5 separate regions of the Sus scrofa genome follow, and all the other regions are linked to region 1. Evidence: chromatin contacts called from public Hi-C and HiChIP or PLAC-seq data. All regions are on one chromosome and are shown on one strand. The core of a region is the stretch at or near the end of the contact, and the rest is flanking DNA. Distances in the headings are between cores, read along the strand shown. Region 1 has its middle 51 kb from the start of RNF149. Region 2 holds the start of MAP4K4 (mitogen-activated protein kinase kinase kinase kinase 4). Region 3 overlaps MAP4K4 (mitogen-activated protein kinase kinase kinase kinase 4). Region 4 holds the start of RPL31 (60S ribosomal protein L31). Region 5 overlaps MAP4K4 (mitogen-activated protein kinase kinase kinase kinase 4).

The links. Hi-C and Micro-C count contacts between places; a contact is called where the count stands out from the background. HiChIP or PLAC-seq counts read pairs in DNA pulled down with a chosen protein or histone mark.
Region 2: a contact with region 1 is called in an H3K27ac HiChIP or PLAC-seq map of alveolar macrophages. The contact joins the promoter of MAP4K4 here to the enhancer-like site in region 1. A contact is called at or near these places in 4 of 47 Hi-C or Micro-C datasets (embryonic fibroblasts, fetal skeletal muscle, heart right ventricle and 1 more) and 2 of 2 datasets of contacts at active chromatin or transcription factors (alveolar macrophages and skeletal muscle).
Region 3: a contact with region 1 is called in an H3K27ac HiChIP or PLAC-seq map of alveolar macrophages. The contact joins two enhancer-like sites. A contact is called at or near these places in 1 of 47 Hi-C or Micro-C datasets (epiblast stem cells) and 2 of 2 datasets of contacts at active chromatin or transcription factors (alveolar macrophages and skeletal muscle).
Region 4: a contact with region 1 is called in an H3K27ac HiChIP or PLAC-seq map of alveolar macrophages. The contact joins the promoter of RPL31 here to the enhancer-like site in region 1. A contact is called at or near these places in 2 of 5 promoter capture datasets (fetal liver and liver), 20 of 47 Hi-C or Micro-C datasets (alveolar macrophages, blood, brain and 12 more) and 1 of 2 datasets of contacts at active chromatin or transcription factors (alveolar macrophages).
Region 5: a Hi-C map of alveolar macrophages shows a contact between it and region 1, with 5 times the contacts expected there. The contact joins two enhancer-like sites. A contact is called at or near these places in 18 of 47 Hi-C or Micro-C datasets (alveolar macrophages, blood, brain and 12 more) and 2 of 2 datasets of contacts at active chromatin or transcription factors (alveolar macrophages and skeletal muscle).

Annotation. Positions count from the first base shown.
Region 1 is chr3:52,978,775-52,983,291 of Sscrofa11.1, reverse strand. No RefSeq gene overlaps it. Among named protein-coding and RNA genes, the nearest start is that of RNF149, 51 kb to the left of the region's middle. Within about 2 kb of position 3,046, at least 11 of the 83 cell types and tissues checked have an H3K27ac peak or open chromatin away from gene starts, as enhancers often do. A contact at or near this core is called in alveolar macrophages, where this site is marked.
Region 2 is chr3:52,647,901-52,653,147 of Sscrofa11.1, reverse strand. MAP4K4 (mitogen-activated protein kinase kinase kinase kinase 4) reads left to right here and starts at 3,668. Exons shown (of 29, transcript XM_021087163.1): 1 at 3,668-3,881; 2 at 4,241-4,306. The coding sequence starts at 3,825. It overlaps LOC106509759 (a long non-coding RNA gene), which reads right to left and starts at 4,503. Exons shown (of 3, transcript XR_001307587.2): 1 at 4,220-4,503; 2 at 2,847-2,985; 3 at 1,179-1,357.
Region 3 is chr3:52,558,872-52,563,957 of Sscrofa11.1, reverse strand. The region is part of intron 3 of MAP4K4 (mitogen-activated protein kinase kinase kinase kinase 4); the gene reads left to right. Among named protein-coding and RNA genes, the nearest start is that of MAP4K4, 88 kb to the left of the region's middle. Within about 2 kb of position 1,602, at least 25 of the 83 cell types and tissues checked have an H3K27ac peak or open chromatin away from gene starts, as enhancers often do. A contact at or near this core is called in alveolar macrophages, where this site is marked.
Region 4 is chr3:53,292,523-53,297,418 of Sscrofa11.1, reverse strand. RPL31 (60S ribosomal protein L31) reads left to right here and starts at 2,032. Exons shown (of 5, transcript XM_005662362.3): 1 at 2,032-2,137; 2 at 2,523-2,629. The coding sequence starts at 2,523.
Region 5 is chr3:52,538,560-52,543,120 of Sscrofa11.1, reverse strand. It overlaps MAP4K4 (mitogen-activated protein kinase kinase kinase kinase 4), which reads left to right. Exons shown (of 29, transcript XM_021087163.1): 6 at 1,681-1,771; 7 at 2,203-2,333; 8 at 3,755-3,809. Among named protein-coding and RNA genes, the nearest start is that of MAP4K4, 110 kb to the left of the region's middle. Within about 2 kb of position 2,345, at least 13 of the 83 cell types and tissues checked have an H3K27ac peak or open chromatin away from gene starts, as enhancers often do. A contact at or near this core is called in alveolar macrophages, where this site is marked.

The sequences.
Region 1 (4,517 bases), core at 1,797-4,296:
GTCTGTCTAGTGTGCCCGCCACCTACACGGCAGGGCAGAGTTTTCCTTTCTTGATAAAGTATCTGGAGAGAGAATTATTTGAGTCTTTGTTTTTTAAAAAAATCGCTGGCTATGATGTGGAACCTCATACACCATAGATGAGTACAATAAAAATAATCGCTGTGTTAAAAAAAACAAACAAGTAAATAAAAATCCCTGTTTTATTGTCTCCAGACACTTTTAGGTCAGCAACACAATCCTTACCAAACTATCTCTAAAAAGGTAGCATTCGTGTAAGATAGTGTAGCAGTTCCTTGCAGGAAACTGCCCTCAGCAGGAAGCCCTTTCCTTGTCACTTTAGCAAAGTCACCATGTTTAGCAAACTTTTAACCAGGCGCTCCCATGCTCTACAGATCTCCAGCCCAGGCACATCTTTCAAGTCTTTTAGTCACATAACACCTTGCCTAACTTGTTGGTTCTTTCTGTATATCAAAGAAGCAGAAATGAAAGATGAGTAATTAACAGTAAGTCCAGATCTCACCCCCAGCTTCTCCTTTAACAATCTTCTGACCTAACTATGTGAACAAGGGAATGTCTAGAGGAAGACGACAAGAAGCAGACAAGTCTGCCCGTGGTGGGGACTGGTGATGACACTTATCCCTAGCTCCACAATTAACTGAGATCACTTCCCCTTTTCCCTTTAAAGCTTTTGAAACCGCACAACTCAGATTGGGACTTGACCACACTGGCTGGGACTCAAGCCCAGCCAAGACTCACATGGGGGCTCAAACCCCTGGTCTTTTCATTCAAATCACACGCCTGGTCCCAGGACTTAGCGAAGTTTAAGTTCTTTGTCTCAGGGCAGAAGGAACCCAGCAAGAGGCAAAGTGATAGGTAAGAAGTAGATTTATTGAGAGAGAGACAAAGTGAAGGTCTGGAAATATGTGGTGGTGTGTTTTTATGGGCTGGGTAGTTTCATGGGCTATGAGTGGAAGGATTATTCTAACTATTTCTAGGGAGGGGTGGGGTTTCCAGGAATTGGGCTACCACTCACTTTTTACCCTTTTATGGGTGGCCTCAGAACTGTCGTGGCACCTGTGGGCATGTCCCTCAGCTGCTAATGTGTTACAATGAGTGAATAATGAGGCTCAGGATCCACTGGGAGCAGAATCTTCCACCATCTTGGACCTAGTGGGGTCCAACCAGTTTTATGGGACAATAGTTCTGTCATCCTTTTAAAAATTGTGCCCTTTCCCCTTCCCTCCTCTTTCACTGTCATGGCCAAGCAGAATCCTCAGAGGTGGCTTTTTGGGGACGCTGAGCCTACCATCTCCCCAGATTGCCTGCATTCTGAGTGAAGACAACTTGCCTTTCTATTAACATTTGTGAATCTGATTTTGTAAGCAGTGAGCAGAGGGCCCTGATTGGACAATAGGTCCAGAGCATGGTTTTATTAAAATATTATATGATGACCTGGGAAATGCGAGACATAGTCAGGATAGAACAAATGCTTTTTTCCTCCACGAGAAATTAAGCGATCACTGCCACAAGCATTTCTGTTATGTTGAAAGTCATGCTAGTCGGCATCAAACAGCCAGATACTTCAAGAAAGGAGGAGCTAAATGAAGGAACTTAGCAGCTGGAGGTGTTGGAAGGGCTGTGAGTATCAAAGACCCAAGAGGCAGTGGGGGGTCAGGAAGGTGGGTCTGGGGGTGGGGACTGTGGCAAAAGCTCCCACTGCCTGGCTGGAGTCCACATTTGAGTTATATATATATTTTTTGGAAACATTACTGAATCCAAACAAAAATTCGATGCTGAGAAAGACGTAAAGAAGCCTGTTTGGTGGTGGTCCAGAGCATGCCTCTGGAAGTCTGGGTGCCACTGCCAACCTAAAAGCGGCTCCTCGTTATTTTCTCCAGCAAAAGATATGGAGGGAGGACTTACTAGGGATCAGGAGACAATTGCCTTTTGGGGTCTGCAACCCTTGCAAGTCAAGTGCAAGTCCCTGCTTGGCAACGAAGGAGAACTCTTTTATAGCTGGGAAGAGGAAGTCGAAATGCATATAATAAACATGTAGCCCCAGTCATTCCATTGGCTGAGTTGTTTCGCCACAAAAGAAGAACCTTTCTTCTTCCTCTTGGGTGTTTTCTTCCCACAGCGTGAGAGCGCCCCCTTCTGGTCTCCTGATTCCATTTAATTGCAGTTTAATTGCAGTTTCATTAATTTTTTATAGCTGGGAGACTCTGGTCAGGTTATCACACTTGGCAATTAGAATTCTCCTACCTCCCAGGGTTGGTGCCAGGGCTAAATAAGGTACAGTTTGTGAAGAGCTAACACAGGGCACTTAGTTAATTCTCCACTGATTTACAGTCCTTGCGTCAGCTGGAAGCTGGTCCTGTCTGAGCCCGAGGCCACGCCAGGGATGGCCATTCACCAGGGGTCAAGGACAGAGGACAGAGAAGGAAAACTACACAGATCTGACCCAGCTCTCCTCCAACCCCGTCAAGCATTGAGAAGAGGGAGAGGAGGCTGAGTTTAGACGGTCCTGGGTTTAGCACCCACTGGGCTTCCTACCTGGTCCTGTATCCCAGGAATGCTGGTCTGAGAGCTGCTGGACTGCTGTGGTCCCACGTGGAAAACTGAAGCCTTTTCTTCCTTGCAGAGCGGACGTTAAAAACTAAATGAGATTTTTTTTCAAAAAAAGTATGTAAAATACCTAGCTCATAGGACGAGTTCAATTACAGTAACTGCTGTAATTAAATTATAAATAACTAAAATATAAATACTTTAAAATAATTAAAATATCACTATTAAAATATAAAGTATTTTTGTGTTTGTCTTGCCATTATGTCCGGTAAAACATTGTATTTTCAAAGGAGAGAGCGCAGTGTGTGTGTGTGCGAGGACCAAGGATACGTCGCTGACCACGACTGGTGGCTCCGGGCTGCATTTTCATCCTGGCCTGGCATCCTATCCAGGCTGGACCCTGGGTTCTTTCTCGCCTCTATTCTGGTCCGAATAAGGTGAAGGTCCCAGGCATAGCCACCAGGTGGCGCCAAGGTCCTTTGCTGCGGTTGCTGTGACGAATTGCCAGGATTGGCAGTTTGGTCAGAAGTTCTGGGAGGGTCAGTGGCTCATCTGGAAGTGGGCAGGAGTATGGAAGACCTCAGTGAGGGGCAAACAGGCTAGAGAGGAGAGTCACAGACCAAGGAGGATCAAAAGAACACCTACCATGAGCCACAAACCTGCCGAGTGTGAAATCAACTCCCTCAAGTAGCTCACAGCCTTGCTGAGGCGACCCATGGGCACATGACCAACATACACGTGAAACTAGTGAGACGTATTGCTACCATTTCTTTAGCCCTGGAGGTGTGTTAGTCTCTGTATTATAATTACCCCCATTTTACACAGGAGGAAACAGATGCAGATGAGGCACTAATTTCCCAAATTAACAAAGCTGAGAAACAATGGATTTGTGCTTCGCCAGTCTGTTTGAAAGGCTGTGTTAAGAGTTTTACACACCATTACTCCTCCAGTAAAACAAGGCCAAACCAAACAGCTCTGCTCCTTTAAAACTCATGACTTTCGGTTGACCTCAGCGAGAGCTGATGGCCACGATGGCAGGACACTCCCCAAGACCCTCCCGCTGCCCCCCCACCTCCCCTCGTCCTCCTGCCCCCTCCTCACTCTCCATGGCATCTGACGCACCCCACACACTGCCTTCTGGTGACCCACCCTCCTTGCCCACCTCCACAGCCTGGTCTTTGCCATCACCAATGCTGTGCTCTGGAGAGCACTGGTCTGCACACTTTGTTTCCAGTGATCCGGCTTTCCAGCTGGAGGTCTCAAGAACGCCCCCTGCAGGCAATCATTACTGGGTCCCCTGATGCCCAGCTTCTCTGGCATTACCCTCTCCTGCCACCCCTCCCTCAGATCCTTCCTTCCCTCCCTCCCTGGATTAGTTGCCACAATGCAATATATCAGCTACTCTTTTGTTTTTAAAACAGCTGCAGAAATGGTGGGTGACTTTATCAGGGGCAGGGATTGCCATGTGGTTCCAACAGCAAACAGTGGGGGTGCTGAGGATAGTGGCTGACTTGATGGAGCAGAATCTCCCAGACGTCAGTGGACAACCTGGCTTCAAAACCAGGTTAGTTATTATTTGGGAAACATAAGCCTCCTGAGGGATGGGCCATGTTCTCTGCTGTGATCTCAGCATGGTGTCGGTCAAGTGAGACAGATGATGGCAGAGGAGCTGCTTAGGGCTCTGGAGCAGGAGAGAGGGCGTGGGGTGTGTGTGTGTGAGGGTGCCTGAATGTCCAAAGTGCAGCTTCTGGCTCTGGAGATGAGCCGTTCAGACCTGGGCGTGGGAAGGAGTGGAGGTAGGGTGGCCAGTCCACCCTGGTTTGCCCTGGAATTTTTTTTCTTTGTTTTTTTAGGGTCGGGACTGTGGCATATGGAGGTTCCCAGGCTAGGGGGTGAATTGGAGCTACAGCTGCCGGCCTGCACCACAGCCACAGTAACGCAGGATCTGAGCT
Region 2 (5,247 bases), core at 2,419-4,918, 330 kb after region 1:
GGCTCGGATCCTGTGTTGCTGTAGCTGTGGCTGTGGTGTAGGCCGGCAGTGGCAACTCTGATTTGATCCGTAGCCCAGGGAACCTCCATGTGCCACAAGTGCAGCCCTAAAAAGACCAAAAAAAAAAAAAAGGAAAAGCCAGAGAGCTTGTTCTTTCTGGAACACTAGCACTAGGGAATGAGGACAATGAGGAGGCAGCTATCTGCAAGGGAGGAAGAGGGCCTTCTGCAGGAATTAAACCAGCTGGTTACCTTGATCTTGGACTTCTAGCCCTCAGAAATTTCTGAAAATTCTTTTAATAAGCCACCCAGCCTGTGCTATTTTGTTATGGAGACCAGAGCTAATCCGTGGCTATTGACTGAGAACATGGCCCCCAACCTCAAAGCTGGGCAGGTGTGTGCTGCTTCTGCATGAAACATTCACTAACTCTGCAGGGTCCAAAAACCAAACCTTCCTTTGCCACCACCATTCAGGAACTCCCATCTTTTCTCCTGTTTGTGACAGCATCCTCCTAACTGTGAACAAGGCTCTGGACCACAAGCGTATCTTTTACCTCTGTCTAAACACACCATTAGATGCCAAGTCTTTAGAGCGTCTCCTAGCCCAACACTTATTCTATCTCCTTTCTCCAGGCCTTAGTGCCCTGGCCTGTGCTCTGGAGATGGCCTCTTAACTGTGTTCACCCTATATTTATCTAGTGTCTGGAAGAGGAAATGATGGAGGCTCAGAAGTTAGGGAACACGTGCCAGCTTGCGTAACTGATAAATTATAGAAGTAGGTTCCAACCCCGTTTAGTTTTGCCCCTAGTCTGGCATGCTTTCCAGTAGGCCTGTTTAGTGTTCTTTCCATCTAGAAAAAATTATTTATTTATTTATTTTTGTCTTTTTAGGGCTATACCCACCCGAGGCATATGGAGGTTTCCAGGGTAGCCACAGCAACTTGGGATCTGAGTTGCGTCTGCGACCTACACTAGAGCTCATGGCAACGCCACAACAGGAACTCCCTAGAAAAAATTTATCCTGTTCTTCCTTTAACTATAGCTTTTATGAAACAGTCTTACACCCATTAGCAGATTATAAGCTGTCTGAAGGTAGGCTGTCCTGATCTTTCCTATATCTTGGGCAGTGGCTAAGTCAGTGCCTTGCACTGGGGCAAGAACTTAAGAAAAGGTACTGAACTGAAAGTGGGAAATAACCATCACAATGGTGATATGGGAAACAGCAGCTTGGGAGAGAGATTTAGAGAAAGCTTGTAGAGATGGTTTCTGGAGTTCCCTGGTGGTGCAGTGGGTTAAGGATCCAGTGTTTTCACTGAAGGGGCGCTGGTTACTTCTGTGGAGAGGGTTCAGTTCCTGGTCCTGGAATGTCCGTGTGGGCATGACCGAAAAGAAAAAAAGAAAAAGGAAGAGATGGTTTCTGAATTGATCTTGAGGTGATGAAGAGAACTTGGTTAGGCAAAGGGCGTGGTGTGAGGTGGGCCTCAGTGTCATGAGGTTAGGATTGAGTCTTGAACCCATGGACAGAGGCTGGCTTGGGGGGCCTGTATGTTTCTGCATTAGGTTCAGCTGTGAATACTAAGCAAGTCAATTGATTTCTTTGGACGCTGGTTTCCTAATGTGTAAAGTGGGAAAAGTAAGAGTATCTACCATTTGGGACTAATGTGAAGAATAATCAAATAGTATATGTAAAGGATTTAGCACATTGTTTGGACCCCATATGTGTTACCTATTATTAATAGTAAATACGACTAAATTATTATTATTATTTTTATAGCCCAACCCATGGCATATGGAAATTCCCAGGCCAGGGATTGAATCTGAGCTGCAGCTCTGACCTAAGCTACAGCTGCGGCAATGCCGCTGGATCCTTTAACCCAGTGGAGCCAAGAATCCAACCTGCACCTCCACAGTGACCGGAGCTGCTGCAGCTGGATACTTAACCCACTGTGCCACAGTGGGAACTCCTAAAATCTTATTACTAGTACTATGGTCTGAAAGGTCATATGTGCACCAGTCCAACTCTGTGTAAATTATTTATACTCATAGATAATTCCATTGCTGTTGGTAGATTAAAAAACAACATAATTTAAAAGCACTACTAAATTCATAGGGAGACTTTGGCTACTACGATTTTCCTAACCAATGGATTCTAGGACTCCCTGAAGATATTTTAGCCTGTTGAGAAATTCTCAATAGTGGAAAATCTTGGAAACCAAACTGTTGGGAGGCAGGAGAGTGCTAAACATTCTGGGTAGAAGACTAATTTGGCTGAGTCAGAGATTTGGATTTTGGGGATAGGCTAGTGAGAATCCCCGTGCCACTTCCAGGCTTAAATGCCTTTAAGGAATTTAGAAAAATTCCTTCTCTTTCAGTACTTGAGTTTCCTCTTCTCTAAAATGAGGATAACATCATCCTAGGGCTAAAGGAGAGATTAAATTGATACTACATGTAAACCAAGAACTGGTAGATAATGATGGTCGTGTTTGTGAAGCCTTTCTGGAAGGGCCTTGGGTTTTCATCCAGTGCGGCTCCAGTTCTCAAAGTGTGATCCGTTGCAGACTCCGGAGGTGGGGTCGGCGGTCAGTGTTTTTCCAAAGGTGCGCTCACGTTTGAGAACTTGTATTCACAGTCTGGCAGGTAATAGGAAGCCACGGAAAGTTTTTGTCAGTGGAGTGATGTGACACAAATGACCGTTGGGCAGACCATATATTCTTGTTTAATAGGATGAAACTGCCTAACTGCTGCCTGGCTGCCAAAGCTGCCGGAAGCAGCCAGCTTTGATGGATCCTCAGTGATCTCTAGGCACTAAACTTGGGTTAACACTTCTGGCTCCCAATACGGTGCTCACCTTTACTGAGCGAGGTACTCAACACAAGGCAATTAGAGGAGCTGTTTGAGATTCAGTTTCCAGCGAAAGTCTCCGGACCGGGCAGCCAAAACAAATGATGCTCCGTGAATCCCGAACCTAACCAGGTCCTCGGTGTAGCCTGGAAAAGGAGAGAAAGGACAAGGAAACCAGGTAGGGAAACCGGAAATGAGGGTCTTAAGCGACTAGAACCCGGGGGTGGGGGAGGGGATGGGAAGAGCGGGGGCGAGGGCGCCTGGAGGACCCTCCTCCGCGGGGATCGCGGCGGAGCCGGGCGCGGCGGGGCGGGGCTCCGGGAGGGAGGAGTCGGCCGGCCCTGCGCCCGGGGGTCCGGGTCGCTTTGCCTTTGTCGCGGGTGCTGGAAGGGCGTGCTCCCCCTCCCCCGCGCCGCCCCGAGACCCCGGCTCCCGCGCGGCCTTTGTCCGGGCCCCACCCCTGTTGAATATTCACGCCGCGCCGCGGACCCCCCCCCCCGGCCCGGCTCCAGGCGCGAGCGCGCTTCCGCCCGCTTTTCCTGCCGGAGGAGGAAAGGGGGAGCTGTTGGCTCTCCTCAGAATCTCTTTTCGGTGTCCCGTTTCTCCTCCTCCCCGCCGCCACCGCCCCCCGCCCCCCGCCTCGCGCCCGCCTCCGCCTCCGCCTCCTGGTCATCTTTGTCTGGCGGCCTCGCGCTCCGGGCTCCACTCTCGGCGGCGCCGCGGCCCCTGCTCCGGGCCGCTCGTGCAGGCGCGCGGCGGGGCGCGGGGCCGGGGCCTGAGGCGCGGGCGACGCCCGGGGGCCTGCCGGCCGCCCCGGCCATGGAGTGAGCGCCGCCGCCGCCCGCCGCCCGGCGCCCGAGCTTGCTCCCGCCTGCCGCCCCCGGCCGCGCCCGCGGGCCCGCGCCACCCGGCCGGGCCTGCGACTCCGAGAGACACACCAGAGACGAATTGATTGTGGTCGATTTGGGGGTGACGAGAAGGGAAAATGGCGAACGATTCCCCCGCGAAAAGTCTGGTGGACATAGACCTGTCCTCCCTTCGGGTGAGTGGCCGCCGCGGGGCCGGGGGACCGGGAGCGGGGCGCTGGGAGCCGGGAGCGGGGCCGCGCCCTGGCCGGCCGGGCGCTCGGGCGCCGCCGTGGGCAGATCCGCGGGCGCGGCGGCCCCTTTGTCTGCCCGAGTCGGCGTGTGCGGGGTCCGGGGCGTGACCCTCCGCCTGCGCCGCCGCCCGGACCCCGACCCCGCGCGCCCCGGGCCCCTATCGCGGCCCCCAGTTGCCGGCCACCTCGCGCCGGGCGAAGCCCACCTCCTCGGTCACCGCCCTTTCTCTCCCGCTGCCCCGCTTCTTTTATTCATTGTTGTGCTGCTTTCCAACGCTCACCCATCCTCCTCTCTTCCTTAGGATCCGGCTGGGATTTTCGAGCTGGTGGAAGTGGTGGGAAATGGCACCTATGGACAAGTCTATAAGGTCGGTGCAGGCGCCTCCTTTGTTTCCCGGGGACGGGTTGAAACTTCTGATCCGGGGACGACGGGGAGGGTGATTGGACACGCCGCCGCCCGGAGGCTCAGCCGAAGTTGGAAGAGGGGTCCGGCCTCGCCGTCCCGCTGTTTTCAGCAGAGTTTATATTCAGACTGGCCTTAAAAGACCTCATTTCTTGGCTCTCAGATAAGGAAATAAGCTCCACTCTTAGGCATGCACCTTTTTTTTTTTTTCTTTTTCTTTTTTTTTTTTCAAGGAAATGGGAAAGCATTTTTGCATCAATCTACATTTTTTTTTCCCCCCTGTCTCTCCCAAATCTGGCCTTCTGAGTTTGTGTGTTAATTAAAATTCTGGATAGGCAGGCCTCGCCTGTGATTATCCTAAACCACTGCTTTGGCCTCCTTGAGAATCGTCTTCGTGTTTCCTCGTTTGAATCCTGGCCAGGCGCTCAATGAGGAGCAGAGTTTGGTGGTGTTACCTGGGAGTACTCCATAACTACCATACATTCTACTGACGGGTACATGTTTTGGGGAGTCAGGAGGGATGTGTGTTTGGGCAATAGGAGCAGGAAGAATTACAGTGTGAGGATTATGCACTCTAAATTCCAGGAATAACCTGTTTGACAGGTGTGTAATTGAAACAGAAAAGAGGCAGAGCCTCTGAGCAAAGAGGATGCCCAGATTTCACACCCACCCCAGGTCTTTCTCTAACAGCACCCCCTCCCCCCACTTGCCCCCAACAGTAAATGAAACTAACAAATCTGAAGACTTCCTGGACACCAGATATGACTAGCCCTGCTGTTCTGGAAATGAGGGTTAGCTGTAGGTAATTGAGGGGGAAGCCTTGAGAATTTGAAACAAATGTGAAATTCTCCCCAGTCCTGATTTGTTTCTTATTACTGAACAGCTTTCTCAAAGTTATCTGCACTG
Region 3 (5,086 bases), core at 353-2,852, 420 kb after region 1:
CTTCAGTGATACAGTGTAGAGTGGCTGAAGTGACCGATAGCTTTTAAGGGCTTGTGCCAGGCAAGCTCCTGAGTACGTCACAGGAGCTGCTGGAGCTCACAGCCGAGTTGGGGACAGATGCCACCCCCATCACACCTGGACAGGAGACCACAGGCTGAGACTTCCAGCCACGCTTTGCCACTGTGAGCTCACCCCTCTTCCTTCTGAACACCACTGTCCTTTTCCTAAACATCACAGGAAGATGACTTAGGGTTAAGGCCCAACTGCTCCACAAATAGGTACCTCTGCTGGTGGTGATGACAGTGAGACACGTTTCTGTTTTGGATGAATTTATTCTCATTTAAGATGAGGCGTTTCCAACATCTGTCCGTTCTCCTGTTGTGTTCTTGGCTATTTGATAAGTAAATAGGTGGAGGAGGTTGAGGCTGGTTTGGCTGTGTCCTGCAGACGCTTTATGTTTTTCTCACGGCCACACTTGGTGACCAGGGAGATGGGGGCATTGCCCAGAGCTCCGTCGTTCACTGCCAGAACAGCACCCCCACCTTTTTTTCCTTATGCTGCATGTCCTCTGGTTCTCCTGGGAGCATGGCTGCATGTCCTATGCTTGGGATCCAACGTAGCACAGGTAACTGGTCCACAGTGCCCGCTACGTTCCAGGTTTTCAAGTCTGATGCATTGAGCAGGATGTTCTGTGTTTGATGGGCGCTTGGAGAAAACATCTCATAGGTACACAGTATTGGTTTCAGTGTCCAAGAAAATGATAGTAATGTATCATTGCAACAGAGGACTCTTGGGATGCGATCGTGTTTTACAGCTTTCTCATTTTTTTTGGAAATAAAAATATTAAAAATAACCATAGATGTGCTATGTTAATCATAAATAAGTAGCAGTGAGACCTGCTCTTCACTCTTGAATTTCATCCCTCTAGGAAAGAAAATAAAGGAGTCTTTTAAAATTACTAGTGGTTAGAAAGAGGGGGTACTCGTTTCTGGCTTTTGTTTTTAGAATTGTCACTGAACTGATTAAAATGATGTATCCTTTTTTCTCCTTTTTCCTATGAACCTATCATTGAGGCCCATAAATATTTTTCAAGGTGAATTTATAGTTTACGAGCCTTAGCGAAAGTTGGCCCTGTTCTTTAATAGTCACGTCCTGGCTTTTGCTCCAAGACAGTATTTATATCCTTTGGGAGATGAGGCCTTAGAGTTAAATTTAGTAAAGCTTGGATTTCCTCATCTGTAAAATGGAATAGTAGTTCCTACCTCTTGGGCTTTCGTTAGAATCAAAGTTATGTAATAGATGTGAAGCGTCTAGCATCTAGTTTTTACAAGGCAAAGGAGGGCTTCTTTGTTCCTTTTCTTCATAACCCATGACTTTTGCTGAAGGCTTTTAACACCCCCCCAACAACCCCCCCCCCCTCCACCGCCACCAGTTGTTGTGCTCAGGTTCTCTCAGGGCCCTCTCTGTCGTGTCCTTCTTCTGCAAGCTCCTGCCTCCGGTGGCTTCTTTGTCCCCTGCTTGTGGTCACACTGTCCAGTCCTTGGCAACCGCTTTCATCCTGCTCTCTGAGCTATGTCCTGTTGATTCACAGGCGACTCGAGAGCAGTTTCTGCATGGTCATTGCATGCTTGTGTCGTTCTCTGCCAGATTACACAGAGTGGGGAACTAACTCTTAGACTCTCATCGCCTCTCTAGGCTTGTGACAGAGCCCTGCACATGGGTGCTGCTTCTAAAGAATGTCCTGGCAGTTTTAAAGAAGAATTTCCAACATGTTTTGAGCCTTGGCTAAACAAATGTGTATGGATTGCCTTTTATAGTAATGGAGACAGCCTTATTTTAATATGTATGTATTTTTTCCTTTTGCTTTGTGGATTAGAAAAGAAAGAAACGAGAAAAGCTATCGTTTATTCTCAATGGAAATGAGAAATAGTCCTAATGGTTTTGGGCAGATGCAGTTCGAGTTTGTTGGGACTGGAAATGGTGAATGCCTACCACGGTTTCCAGGCCTTTGTTTTTGTTTCTTTAAATGCTGTTCACGGAGTTGCACTAATTCATTCGTTTAAACAGTTACTAAACACTTAGTCTTTTTAATGCTGACCGTTCTCAGATCTAGGGTGGAATAGAAAGATTAATTATGCTCTAGAAGGAGCTATTCTTGATCTCTGGTGAGGAGGGCTCTTCGTAATTGTGGACGAGCGTGCTCCAGGCAGATTCACTTCATGAATTGAGGACATTTTTCTAGTAAAACAAATAGTCGAATTAACAACAACAACAAACCCCAGGAATTTTTGTATAACCTACATCCTAAATTGCTATTTTAAAAAATATGGACATTATTTTTTAACAATTTCATCCTTTCTCCCCACCAGCTTTTTTTTTTTTTTTTTTAATTTTGGGGTTATAAATGCAAATTTTTTTTTTTAATCTTGGTGTTTCCCTTCTTGCTTCCATTCCTGGCAAACATGTTGCAAAGAGTGGGTCTTCAAGAGCATCCTCAGGTTTAGCGGCTCCCTAGGAGGCCTCCCAGGACCTGGCATGTAACTGCCCTTGGCCGCGATGTAGGCACTTCTCCTTTGATGGATGAGAGGCGCTGAGGTGATGCTCCAGGGAAAACAGACCTTCAATTCTTAATTCTTAATGTTTTGGGCTCTATTAAATATTTCTTTCCTGATTTAATTTTATTGCCTAACTGCAGGAGTTGTTTGAAAAGGTCAGTTGTGTAACTCCCCAGATTAGAAATGAGGAACTTGGAGAACTCACAGGCTCCTTGGCGTCCAGTTTCCCTGCTGTTAGGGGTCTGCAGCAAAGACTTTTCATGAAGCGCCCACCCATGGAGAATCTCGCTGTCGCACCGCTGTTGACTGCCATCCTGTCCTGGGGGCCAGCCAGCTTCCTGCTCACCCTTCGCCCTGGGAGCAGGTCCTCCCTCCTCCCTTCTGGAGGGTGGAGGCTTGGGGCGCAGTGTGCGTGGTTGGAAATGCACATACAGTTTTACCCTCTTTGGGGTTCTGTGTGTTTCTGTTGGTGCTTAAGTCCACCCTCCTGCACAGTCGGGTGATTTGGTCCCGGGGTTTGTGACTGTGCCATCTCCAGCAGCTGCTGCTTCGTGCTGGAGGGAGGTGCTGGCTGCCAGGCTGTCTCCAGGCTGCCTGTGACATCACGTCTGATCGATGGGCACAGCTGTGGGGTGTCCATGTGTGCTTGGCAGCACCCACAGCAGACACATCTGCTCTGAGAATGTGCTTATCTCCTGCAACTCTGTGGAAGTGATTTGGTGTATAATGGAATCATGCCAAGGGTGCTTACTTGATAGAGAAGAGACAGCTTATTCAGGAGCCCAAGATGGTTTTCTGTGCAGACTTGAAGATTTCGGTGAATTTCAAGGGTCATTGTCTTACCGTTTACCTGTTAATTGCTTAGCCCAGTGCTGTTGGATGTGTGCTAATTTTCTTCATCCTAAGGTCATTTTGGTAAGACAGCAGAAACATCAGTGAAGACTCTGGGCACTCAGTGATCTCAAAAGGTTTGCCGTGTCTGAGATGTGTTTCTCTGCAGCTCCTGTACAGTTTTAGAGATAATCTTTAGAGAAGATTCCACCACAGGTTTCTTTCTTTATATAGCTATTTAATGGCTATGTATCCATTTAGTTGTATTTATGTCATATGTCATAAATTTACACATACTATTTTATATACATATATTTAAAATTATGTAATTGTGAGGAAGTCTTTTCCCTGGATTGACATTTGTTTTTATAATATTTGAAAAAATTCATAATGCCATTTAAAAACACGTAAGTCTTCATAATTGGTTACTTATTTTATCTTTAAGATTTTGTGATCCACCCCCTCAATTAAGGATGTCACTGTTTTAAGTAAAATAAACCACTAAGGGGATCTTAGATCTGAGTAGAGAGCTCTAAGTTAGCCCTTTATTTATTATGGACTCTTAACTCTGAGGCATTTCTTTTTCTTCCCTTTGATTTTAAGGTTTTCCTTTTCAATATTGTAAGCCTTAGAGACCCTTAAAATTTAATCTCCGTCTTTCCCCCAGCCTGTTTCTGTGCTTGGTTAGATAAACCAATCAATCTAATGGATCCTGCAGACAGGCCAGCTGTAGCTGCAGGCTTAGCGCTGTGCCGACGAGCTAGCTAGCGGATGGCCACACATGTGAGCCTGCCGACTTGCAGTGAGCCCGGCAGGAAAAGAAGCCCTTTTCTGACCTCTCCTGCAGAGTTGTCCCATTGTGTTGTGACTTAGTGTGGGCTCTGAGGATGTGGAAGTGGCCTGGTGTCCTGTGAGTGCTCTCGCTGGGTGCTGTGTAGGGCCCTGGCCTGTGATGCGAACTGTTCAGGCCCAGTGCTCTCTCTACACCTGCACAGCTCCCTCCCTCCGCGTGGGGGCAGCTGCACCCTTTCCTGTCACCAGGCCTCCTCTCTGAGTCCTGCCTGCTCTCTGTCCACAAGTGGGCCCCCTACCCGCTGAGTGAACACCCGTGTTCCATGTGTGAACTCATGTGGGGATGTGCTTCTGGCTAAAAGGCCATCAGGAAATGTGACAGCACCTCTCAGCCCTGGTGTTTTGGGTCCCAGCAGATGGTAAGCCTGGTGGTCTGTGCTGCAGGTGGGAGGTGGCAGGTCCACCCCACGGTGTCCTTCTTCGTGTTCCCGTGTTTGGGTTGACAAGTGACCTTTCAGGGTCTTCACTGGAGACATTGATTTGAACATGGACCCAACGGGTTTGTATTTTGCTGGAGACGCCATCAAGGAGTGACTTGGCACGTGTGTGGGTGATGCTGGCCCTGGATTACTTGTCTTCTCCTTCCCTCCTGGGCCCCCCCCCCCCCCCCCCCCCCCGCCCCCTGCCTTCCCCCTTCCACTCTGGAAATCCAGCCCCATTACCTGAGGGTAGCGCAGGGTCGCCTGTGCCCAGGGCCACCCAGACTCTCCCTATGTGCCCCGCTCCACAGACACTGGGCATCTCGGGTGCTGGGGCCTGGGAAGGAGGGCTATGCTCTGTAGGAAGTGGCCCTGGTTGACGGTTGCATCTTCGATGGCTCAGGCTGCCCTTCCAGGTCCCTGTCTGAG
Region 4 (4,896 bases), core at 783-3,282, 320 kb before region 1:
AACATGGTGTACTTGTCAACTATGATACTGTTCTAAGCCATGACATTTTGTACTCTTGCCAAATTATCTGGTAAAATGTGGGTGCTGGGTACAAAATTGCTTCAGTTTCTCTCCTCACTTGATGTGAAGCCTGACAGTTTTAAAGTCAGCCATCAATAACCTAGAGATATAACTAATTTAGATCCCCTAGAGAAATGCCATATGTAGCTTTTTTTGGACACATACAAGGCACTTCATACATTGAACTTTATACAATGCATATGACCAAGACAAACCACAGTATACTTCACTTCTCTTAGCATAACATGGTTGATTCAATAGCTGAAATATCCAGCCTATGGTATCTGTGGAAAAGCTTTAGTTTCTTGGGAAAAATAAAAGCTCATTAGAAACACTACAAGAAAATCTCCTTAGGATTTTTGCCTAACCAGACAATGTCCAGTTATGGGAGAAGCAGGGTAACCTGTTAGCATATTCACTAAAGTAATGCATGCCTTAAAATGTATACTCCAATGTTTATACACTTAAAAGTTCCTGAATTTAATTCAGTAGATGACTCAATATCCTTTAAAACCAACTGCCCTCTCCCAATGTCCCCATTTTTTTCAGTGGTGCCATGACCCACACATCGACACAAACTGAAAATCTTTATCCTCCACGCTGGTAAATTCATTTTTGTCAGAGGGAATTTTGTACCTGGAAAGATATCACCACTAACTGTAAGTCATGTAATGTCCAATTTATTGATCTTAAAAAGGTATCAATTAGCATTCTTTTAACCATTACACTGTCAACATTTCCCATATTAATCACATACTACCTAAACAACAGATGAGTCGATATTTAGGAATTTACAAAAAAAAATTTCCCCAATTATGAAAAGAGATTACAGATAGAAACACTCGTAAGAATTTAATTCAAATCTCAAGTCTGATACAGATTTAAGAGTTCTAAAAAGGACCCACAAAATATAACAAAATTGATTATCTTTACATCAGAACTGGCTGCAAGGTGTGAATATCACAGATTTAACTTTGTCTTGTATTTTATTCCATGATCATTCTCACGCCTTCTCAATGGTCCAGTTTTAACATACATTTCGAGGGCTCCAGTTAACTCAGCAAATAAAATTTTACACCTCCCTAGGTTTAAGGACCTTACCATACCCACGCTGCCTGCAACAAAAGAATGCAATTTCTGACCAACTTAAGGTCCAGAGTTGTCAACCCATCGGTTTGGCATGGGGATCTGGGACGTGGCTACGCGGTCAACTCACACCAGACGTGCTGGCGTCAGATTCCTCACTTTTCATTTCCAAAGTCAGATTTCTCTCTTTTCATTTCCAGGTGTTGGGGAAAAGTGCTATTGCTATTATGGGGCCATTTGCGTGTGATAGAGCTGAAAACAAATACTGCTTTAAGGTCATGAAATCACACTGATTTCTTCGATGTAAAAGTCGTATACAGTATTTTACTCCTTTCCAAGGTGATTTGTCAACTACTCTACTAACGGTGCTTCCAAAACTGACATTTCATATAGCCAATTATAAACTGTCAATTTTAATTTAAAAATACTTATTGTGCAAACCTTTCCTCGGCCTCCTCCTCACTCCTAGCCCAGCCACCCTCACCCACGGCCCGCGGCTGCACAGCAGCCTCCGCGTGAGGCTCCCGGGTACCGGGCTGCGAGGACGCCGGTTCGCGAGCCCGCCCTGCTCGACGGGAGCATCTCCAGGGCCACCAGCCTGGCGTACAGGTTCAGGCAACGCTAGCCTGGCCGATCGCTGAGAGAGTGGGAAAACCAGAAAAGCATCTTCTCGCCTCGCCTCGGTCCGCTCCTCCTGGGGGCCTAGGTTCCGGCATCCTCTAAAAGCCCTTGTTAGTGCGCAGGCAGCTGGAACGCGGCGGTAGGAAACGACGCAGAGAGGGCGACGTTCGAGCGCGCGGCCGCGGCCCGCTCAGGCCCCGCTCAGGCCCCGCCCTCGAGACAAGCTTGCATTTCTTGCGGCGCGCGCCGTGGACGTCACAGCCTCTCCCCCCGCCCACCCTTCCAGGTGACCCGGAAATTGTACTTGCGACGCCGCTTTCCTTCTCCCACAAACCCTTGCGCTCTTCCTTTCCAACCAGGGCCGGGGAAAGTGAGTATGGGTGCTGGCTCCCAGCTTGAGGAATCCGGCGCCATCCTCGCCTGGGATTGTGTCGAATGAAACAGGGGGCTCTCTCCTGAGCCGACCTGGGCCTCCGCGTTCCAGGGGCACGGGAGTCTGCGTTGCGTTTAAGGGCTCCCGGAGCCTGTGAGGGAGAGTGGCCGGCTTAGGAGAGCCGGGGCTGCAGGGGGTTCCGGGGGCGGGGGCGTCTAAGGGCGCAGACGTGCCGTGGCCCGCCGGGCTTTTCCCAGACGTGGGCCTTCAGGGACCTGGCCGGACTCTCTGCCCCTGGAAGCGTCCCGAGGCCAGGCCGGGAGGAAGGACTTGGCTTGGGTTTGTCCCACTCACTCTGAGCCTCCTTGTCGCCTGGGTCTAGATGGCTCCCGCAAAGAAGGGTGGCGAGAAGAAGAAGGGCCGGTCCGCCATCAACGAGGTGGTAACCAGGGAGTACACGATCAACATTCACAAGCGCATCCATGGCGTGTGAGTAATGCCTGCGTTCGGCCAGTGTCTTCTGACCGCGCGGGGTCTAGAAATGAACCGTTTCTTCAAGAGCCCAAGTCTTTACTGCATAGACCTTATCGAAGGCTGTTTGTAGGGTTTAAAGCGAAATGGAGGTTAACGCCTAAATAAGGGTTCTGGGAAGCCTACTTGGGGAGATGCGGTGGTAAATCGATGCTACTTCTTGCTGTGTTGATCGAATTAAACCCGGCAGGTCTAGGGGTGAGACGTGTGTGTGAGGATGAGTAGACCTTTTCACTGTCTCCAGAGTCCAGTAAAGTCAACCAGGTAACTAAAAACGCCAGGTCCGGCCCAGAGTCCGAACATTGCAATGGGGTAATTTTAGTTCTCCCACCCACACAGCTAAGTACTAAGTAATATTGGTCCAGTTGTGGTGCTGGATGTGGAAGTTCTGGAGAGGCCAGAGAAGAAAGTGTTCTGAAGTTAGCGGGCAGTGGTTTGTGGAGAAGACGCTGGCTGCATATGTGATATACAAGGACGTTGGGAATGACTGTGAATGTCGTAGTTCTTGATTTTCCTCCCTGGGGTGTGGTTTTTATAGTTCTTTGTTTATTTTTATTTTGTCTTTTTAGGGCCGCACCCGGCATGTGGAAGTTCCCAGGCTAGGGGTCCAATCAGAGCTGTAGCCACCAGCCTATACCACAGCCACAGCAACGCAGGATCCGAGCCTGGCCTGCAACCTACAGCACAGCTCTTGGCAACGCTGGATCCTTAACCCACTGAGCGGGCCCAGGGATCGAACCTGCCTCTTCATGGATGCTAGTCGGATTCGTTTTTAGTTCTTGAGCTTTGTGCGTGTTCCCCCTTTTATGCACACGGTGCTGACTAGTAATAACAGACCAAATCCATCGAGTGCTGTTATTTGGAGTGTTTTTAAGAGCCAGGGTGGTGCTGCAAAATACTCAGGCACCAGTCTGGGGAGCAACTTGTCTGGGCATTCTCATCTCAGGACAACTGATTTTCGAAAGGGATTTAAATGTGTGGCACTGTCTCTTAGCCCTGGCGTTTCCAGCCAAGCGTTGGCCATGTGTGAAGCCTGAGGTCTCTGGGGGTTTCTGGGTCAACGGTGCCCTTTTTGTGCATTACTGCAGCTTGTAACCACATTCTCTCCTCCCACCCCGTTATTGGGGCACGAATGTGTTCACTGGGGGGCATGTTAAGCACTTAACTGTGTCTGGGGCTCTGCGGATTCACAAGGGAACCAAAGATCCTGCCTTCCGAGTTTCCTTGGTGGGGAAGTTAGGGAAGTATCCAGCTATAAAATGGTAGAAAGTGCCAGATGGTGAGTAAGTCACAGGTGAAAGGGGCGGTGGTTTAAAGGTCAGACAACTGGGAATTGGAAGAGTGGGCTTGAGCCATTGCAGGTGGATGAGATTTGGGGGCATTTTGCCGCAAAGGCTTTAACTGAAGATGTGTGCAGAGCAGTCTTTTGGTCTTTTTTTAGTTCTTACTTGATTGGCAGCAACTGAGAGTCCTTTGTTCATTTTACTTCCCGAAGATTCCATGGTTTTGTTTTTCTTTTGCTTCTCTAGCTGTTCCTCAGTCTGCTCTGTCCCTCCTCACTGCCCATCCTCTTAATGTTGAGTCCAGGGCTCAGGTCCTCCATTTTCTGCCTATACTTGGTAATAACAACTAGTTTTAGGGCCTCACATGCCCAGCTGCTTTTGAAACGTATTACCTGGGTGTTTAATAGGCATCTCTAGCTTTACCTTCCCCCAGACCAGCCCCCTGGGGTCCATCTTCACCCCTGGCCCTCCCACTGCCCCATGGCCTCCCCCCCCCCCCCAATCACTGGCCTGTGGGCATGTCCTCTGGGCTCAGCCTTCCACAATCTGCCTGCGCTGGTCCCTCCACCCAGACACCTGGTCTCTTCTCAAACCCTCTATCGGCAGAAAAGCCATGTTCCTGCTGTGATTCCTCATGAATTGACCACTTTCTTAATCATACCAGGCCAGGCAGTATCTGAGTCTGAGTAGCAGTTTGGTTTTAGTTTCACTTTTTCCCCTGCCTTGGTGTTTTTCTTGCAGACAGCTTGGTAGCTGTCCTTGTCATCTCTGGATCTTGCTGGGGTTTTTTAAACCTGCAGCCCCTTCCCTAATGCTTTCTCCTTTCACTGCTTTATTTTTCTCTGTAGCACTTGATACCATCTGAGTGTCACCCATATAAACCACGTGAAAAATGGGCTTTAAGTGAATGAAGCCAGCTGGCATGATGGGTTTGGGGAGGCT
Region 5 (4,561 bases), core at 1,096-3,595, 440 kb after region 1:
ATGTCCACACTCAGCATGCACATGGAGGCTTTGAGTTTTCCTAGAAACCAGCCTCGTGCACACTGAGTAAGGGCACGAGCGGCCTTGCCCAGCTGGCACTGAAGGACAGCCTTTGATGGCTTCTTTGTTCTGTGACCTCTTATGATGGAGCCATAGGAGAACGTTTCCTGGTTTTGAACATGGATCCCTTTGCTCTTGGGTAGGTGCTTACTGTGTGTTGCATTTTCATCTCTGCTGAGGAGGAGCAGTGGTGGCTTACGTATTGTCAAGGAGGAGCACACTCCCATCCTCCTGGGTCCTTCTTGCAGGAAGCACGTGTCCTCCTTCACAATGATCACAGCTCAGGGTCACGTGGAGTGAGAGCCGTCAGACACAGGCAGCATCCACTCCCCGGCTTGGTAGCCTCGGGACAGAAATTCCTCGAAAGGAAGCAGAGTACATGCAGGCCACACTTGAGAAGATGTGGCTGCTTAATGTTTGCTGCTGAGATAATTCTAGAAAAGTGTAAGAAAGGGGTTTGTGAAAGAGAATAAAAAGTGAACTGAAGGAAGACAGTAGGAATGAGGGAAGCTGCAGTGTGTCCCCCCCACCACCACCTCCTGCATTATGCTGGATGGGGGGACTTTCTTTCCCACTCTAGCACGGAGCTGCCATGTGCTTTCGGTGCTTTGTGGTATGACACCACCCAGCCGGGGAGGTGGGAAAGGACACTGAGCCATCAGGTAGGCTCTGTTCTATTTCAAAGCAGATAGTAAATGATTTTAGAGACCCTCCGTGTTAGGGAAATTAGTGTTCTAGGGCAGCCATTGTGTTTAATTCATATCCTTCAAAGTAATAATAACAATAAAACCCCACAAAAAATTAAACTGGAAAAATCAAACTCTTATTTCTGGTCAACCCTTTTTTGCACTGTGGCATTTTGGAGTTAATAGGCTGCTTGTATCTGAAGGAGGCAGGCTATAGATTTGGCTTCTCGAGCTAAAGATAGAGCCAGTGCATGAGTTGTGAGAATGACGGCTTTTTGTCTTTCTGGCCATATTTGGAGGCGAACTCCCACCACCTCTCATCAGAGGCATGCTCTGGGCTTCCTTCCAGATACAGGGGCATCAGAAAGTGCTCCATGCCCAGTAGGATTTACATCCTTGGGAAAGAAAGATACTTTATTTAAATATAAAGCTCTTTTGATGGCAGAATTGTTTTACACGTGGGGTGGATCACTAGTTAGCAATTTTTTTTTTGCTCTTTGGTGGGAAAACCAGGCAGGGTTCAAGGGCTAGACTTTAAAGCCCACCTTCCCTTTGGCTTTCTCCCGGGGCACATGTAGTTCATATAGGCCCCCTGATCACCCACTGCAAGACAGGCATGCAGAGTGGGAAAGGAACCACCCTGTACACAAATAGCCCAAATTACAGCAGCGACGTTGCAAACCGTCATCTAAAAGCCAGTCTTCAGGGAGCAGCAGGAAAGTGGTCACCCCTCCCCCACCCAGGCCCCGCCTCACTGGGATGGGGGTGCCTCTCTCTGCTTGGGGGCGTCACTGGTGATTGTTCCTGGAAATGCACTGACATTGAATTGTACGTTCTCAGGACGGTTCGCAGAGACTTTTGGCCTGTGTGTGCATTCAGTTATTTATACTCAGAGTGACAAAGAACCAAATCCAGATCTGTCTTTCTTGCTCAGGGACTGGCACATCTCCACATCCATCACGTGATTCACCGGGACATCAAGGGCCAGAATGTATTGCTGACGGAGAACGCAGAGGTGAAACTTGGTAGGTGATGGGCTCGCCACGTAGTCCGGTGCATGCCCCCCGGCCAGCAGCCTCCGCGCTGTGAGCGTTAGCGGAGAACGCTGGCGCTCCCCACAAGGTGCTTCTGTCTTGTGCAAGAGGTGGGAGCTGGGCTCCCTGAGTGGCCCGGCTGCCAGACCCCTTCCCCATGCTCCTGGCTCACCCAGAAGTCCCTCCTGGGGGATCGCAGTTGGGAAGTTCGGGGGCGGGGGTGGCGGTTTCCAGGCTTCCCGGAAACTTTCAGGCTGGTGGAGCGACTTGCTGGCTCTACTCTGGAGAGGAGGCTCCTCACCGTGTGGGGGAAAGCTCGAGTGTCTACACAGGTTTACTCTCAAGGCCCCTGTTCTGACATTTCTCCACCTGCTTCCTCCTTGTGTTCACTGTGCACCTCTTCCTATCCTTCACTGCCACAGTGGACTTTGGCGTGAGCGCACAGTTGGACAGGACGGTGGGGAGGAGGAACACGTTCATAGGCACCCCCTACTGGATGGCCCCCGAGGTCATTGCCTGTGACGAGAACCCTGATGCCACCTACGACTACAGGGTAAGGTGCTGGCCCTGCCGTTCCGGGTGGGGGCGGGGAGGGTCTCTGCCTTGGCATGTGTCCTTTTTGTCCCCGCCCCCTGTGCTGTATCAGTGAGAACTGCCGGGGCACATCTGCTGGGACAGTATTTTGAGCTTGTTTTGGTCCATTCTACATCACCTCCGTTTTGTCACTAAGTGAGATGCTGCTTTGATGGCAGGGCAGGCTGTGGGGGTCACTCTGCTGTTTGTAGAAATTTTTGTCCAGAGCAAATTAAATGCTTCTGCCCTGTTTGCTCTTCTTTTTATCTTGAAGAGTAGATTATAATCAGATATTATTTTAAAGATATTGTCAGTATAAAGCAATGGCTTCATCTGTATGAACTTTGTTGTTGAAGAGCATTGCAGCTTTGTCTTGGTCCCAAGTCTATTTAAACTGTTAGAGTGACCTCTAGGGACTGGTATCAGTAATGCACCTTTTGATCCTGATGTAAACTCCCTCTTGGTCAGACTCAGGTTGAATGTGTTTATGGAAACTACTTTTAAAAAATTCTCTTCCCTTAATTAAATGAGAGTGGTTGATGTACTTATTAGTGATTTTCATAATTAAGTTCATATCTTAACACTTGCCGGTGTATTTAGGAAAATTCTTAAAATGAGCAACTTTAGGTAATTTGTTTGTTAGGATAGCTTCTAAACCAAAGAAGGCTAATGAGGGTAACTGTCAGCTAGATTTTAGAAAATCTTGTTTGGATTTTAGCAAATTGGCTGATATAACTTCATCTCTCATCCAGTGTATATTGAGTGCCTAACACATGGTAGTCATAATTCTGGGGAAACAAAGGTGAATAAAAGAGACAAAAATGCCTGCCCTCATGGAATTTACATTGAATAGGAAATAAAGTTAAAATTCAGGTTTTAAAATTAATACAGAAAGATTGTGTGGAGGGAGCCGTGCAAGTCCATTTAGTGCGTGAGGGTGGCTTTTATTAATTCAGCTGTGGACCTTCCATAAAAAGTACTGTCTAACTTTTAAACCTTTAACCTCTTAGTTAAGTTTGAGATCTTATCAGAAACCATAAGAACAAACATCGATCTGGGCTAGAAGTCTAAATCATTGAATACTTGTGAAGAAATGAAGCAGCATTGAACTGTGAAGCCTGCAGTGGGCAGGGAGAGAGAAGCTGTTATGGGGGCCCTCTCAATTCCATCACAGATACCAGTGGTTCCCGTTAACAATCAGCTTTACCTTTATTGCATCATTGGTTCATTCATTTGGAAGGTATTCTTCCAGATATGTTTGTGCTTTTAATTTCCTGGCGAACTGCCCTTTGGTTTATGCCTCAAAGGAGGCATTTATGTTATTGGTGTGTATGATCAGCAGGGGTGAGTTGGTGCCCTCACAGCTGAGATGGTGGCCTAACGTCCTGCTTTGTTCTGCAGAGTGACTTGTGGTCTTGCGGCATCACGGCCATTGAGATGGCAGAAGGCGCTCCCCGTAAGTAGCCTGTGTTCCTTTTTAGCCCAGTGGTTCTGTGTAGCTTAAACCTAGTCTCAAGTCTTCTAAAAGGCTGGCTTCATGGATAAAGCTGCTCCTGGTAGGGTGGTCAAATGAAGGAATCATAAGTCCAGTGGAGTTTCTGACGTAGAGGGAATTTTTGACCTGCATTATTCCCTTTGAAGATTTCCCTGAGGTTCGTCGGTTACATTATGTTTTATTTAAGTTGTAATCAGATATGTGACCTGCAATTATTCTGACATCAGATAATAGGCAGTAAGTTTTCTTTTTACAGTTGAAACTTAATATTTATTGAAACAGGTCCTAACAGGCAATTTCATTATTACTTATGTTTTGACTTTGTAAATAGAGGGATAACTTTTTATCTGTAGAATGATTTTCTTTTTTTGGGGGGATTACCTATGAAGTTTTGCTTCTGCTTTGGATTAAATCAATGACAGCTTCATGAAATTGAATTTTATTCAGTGATGGGGTAGAATTGCGGAGAACAAAGGGAAATATGGCCTTTTCTGCTGGTCCCCCTACCCCCCTTTAAAAAAAGGTGTACACAGAGAATGTATAACTGTCCAATGGATAGTTGCTGCTGAGAAGTGTTTGTTGAATGAATGAAAAAAAGGTGTATCCCACAGCTGAGGATCAGTTTGTACTCCAGCAGTGGCTGTCTGTCTTGGTCACCTTGTGTCCCCTGAGAAAGTGCTGCCTGGCCCTTTGTTGCAGTTTTCTTTCACAGT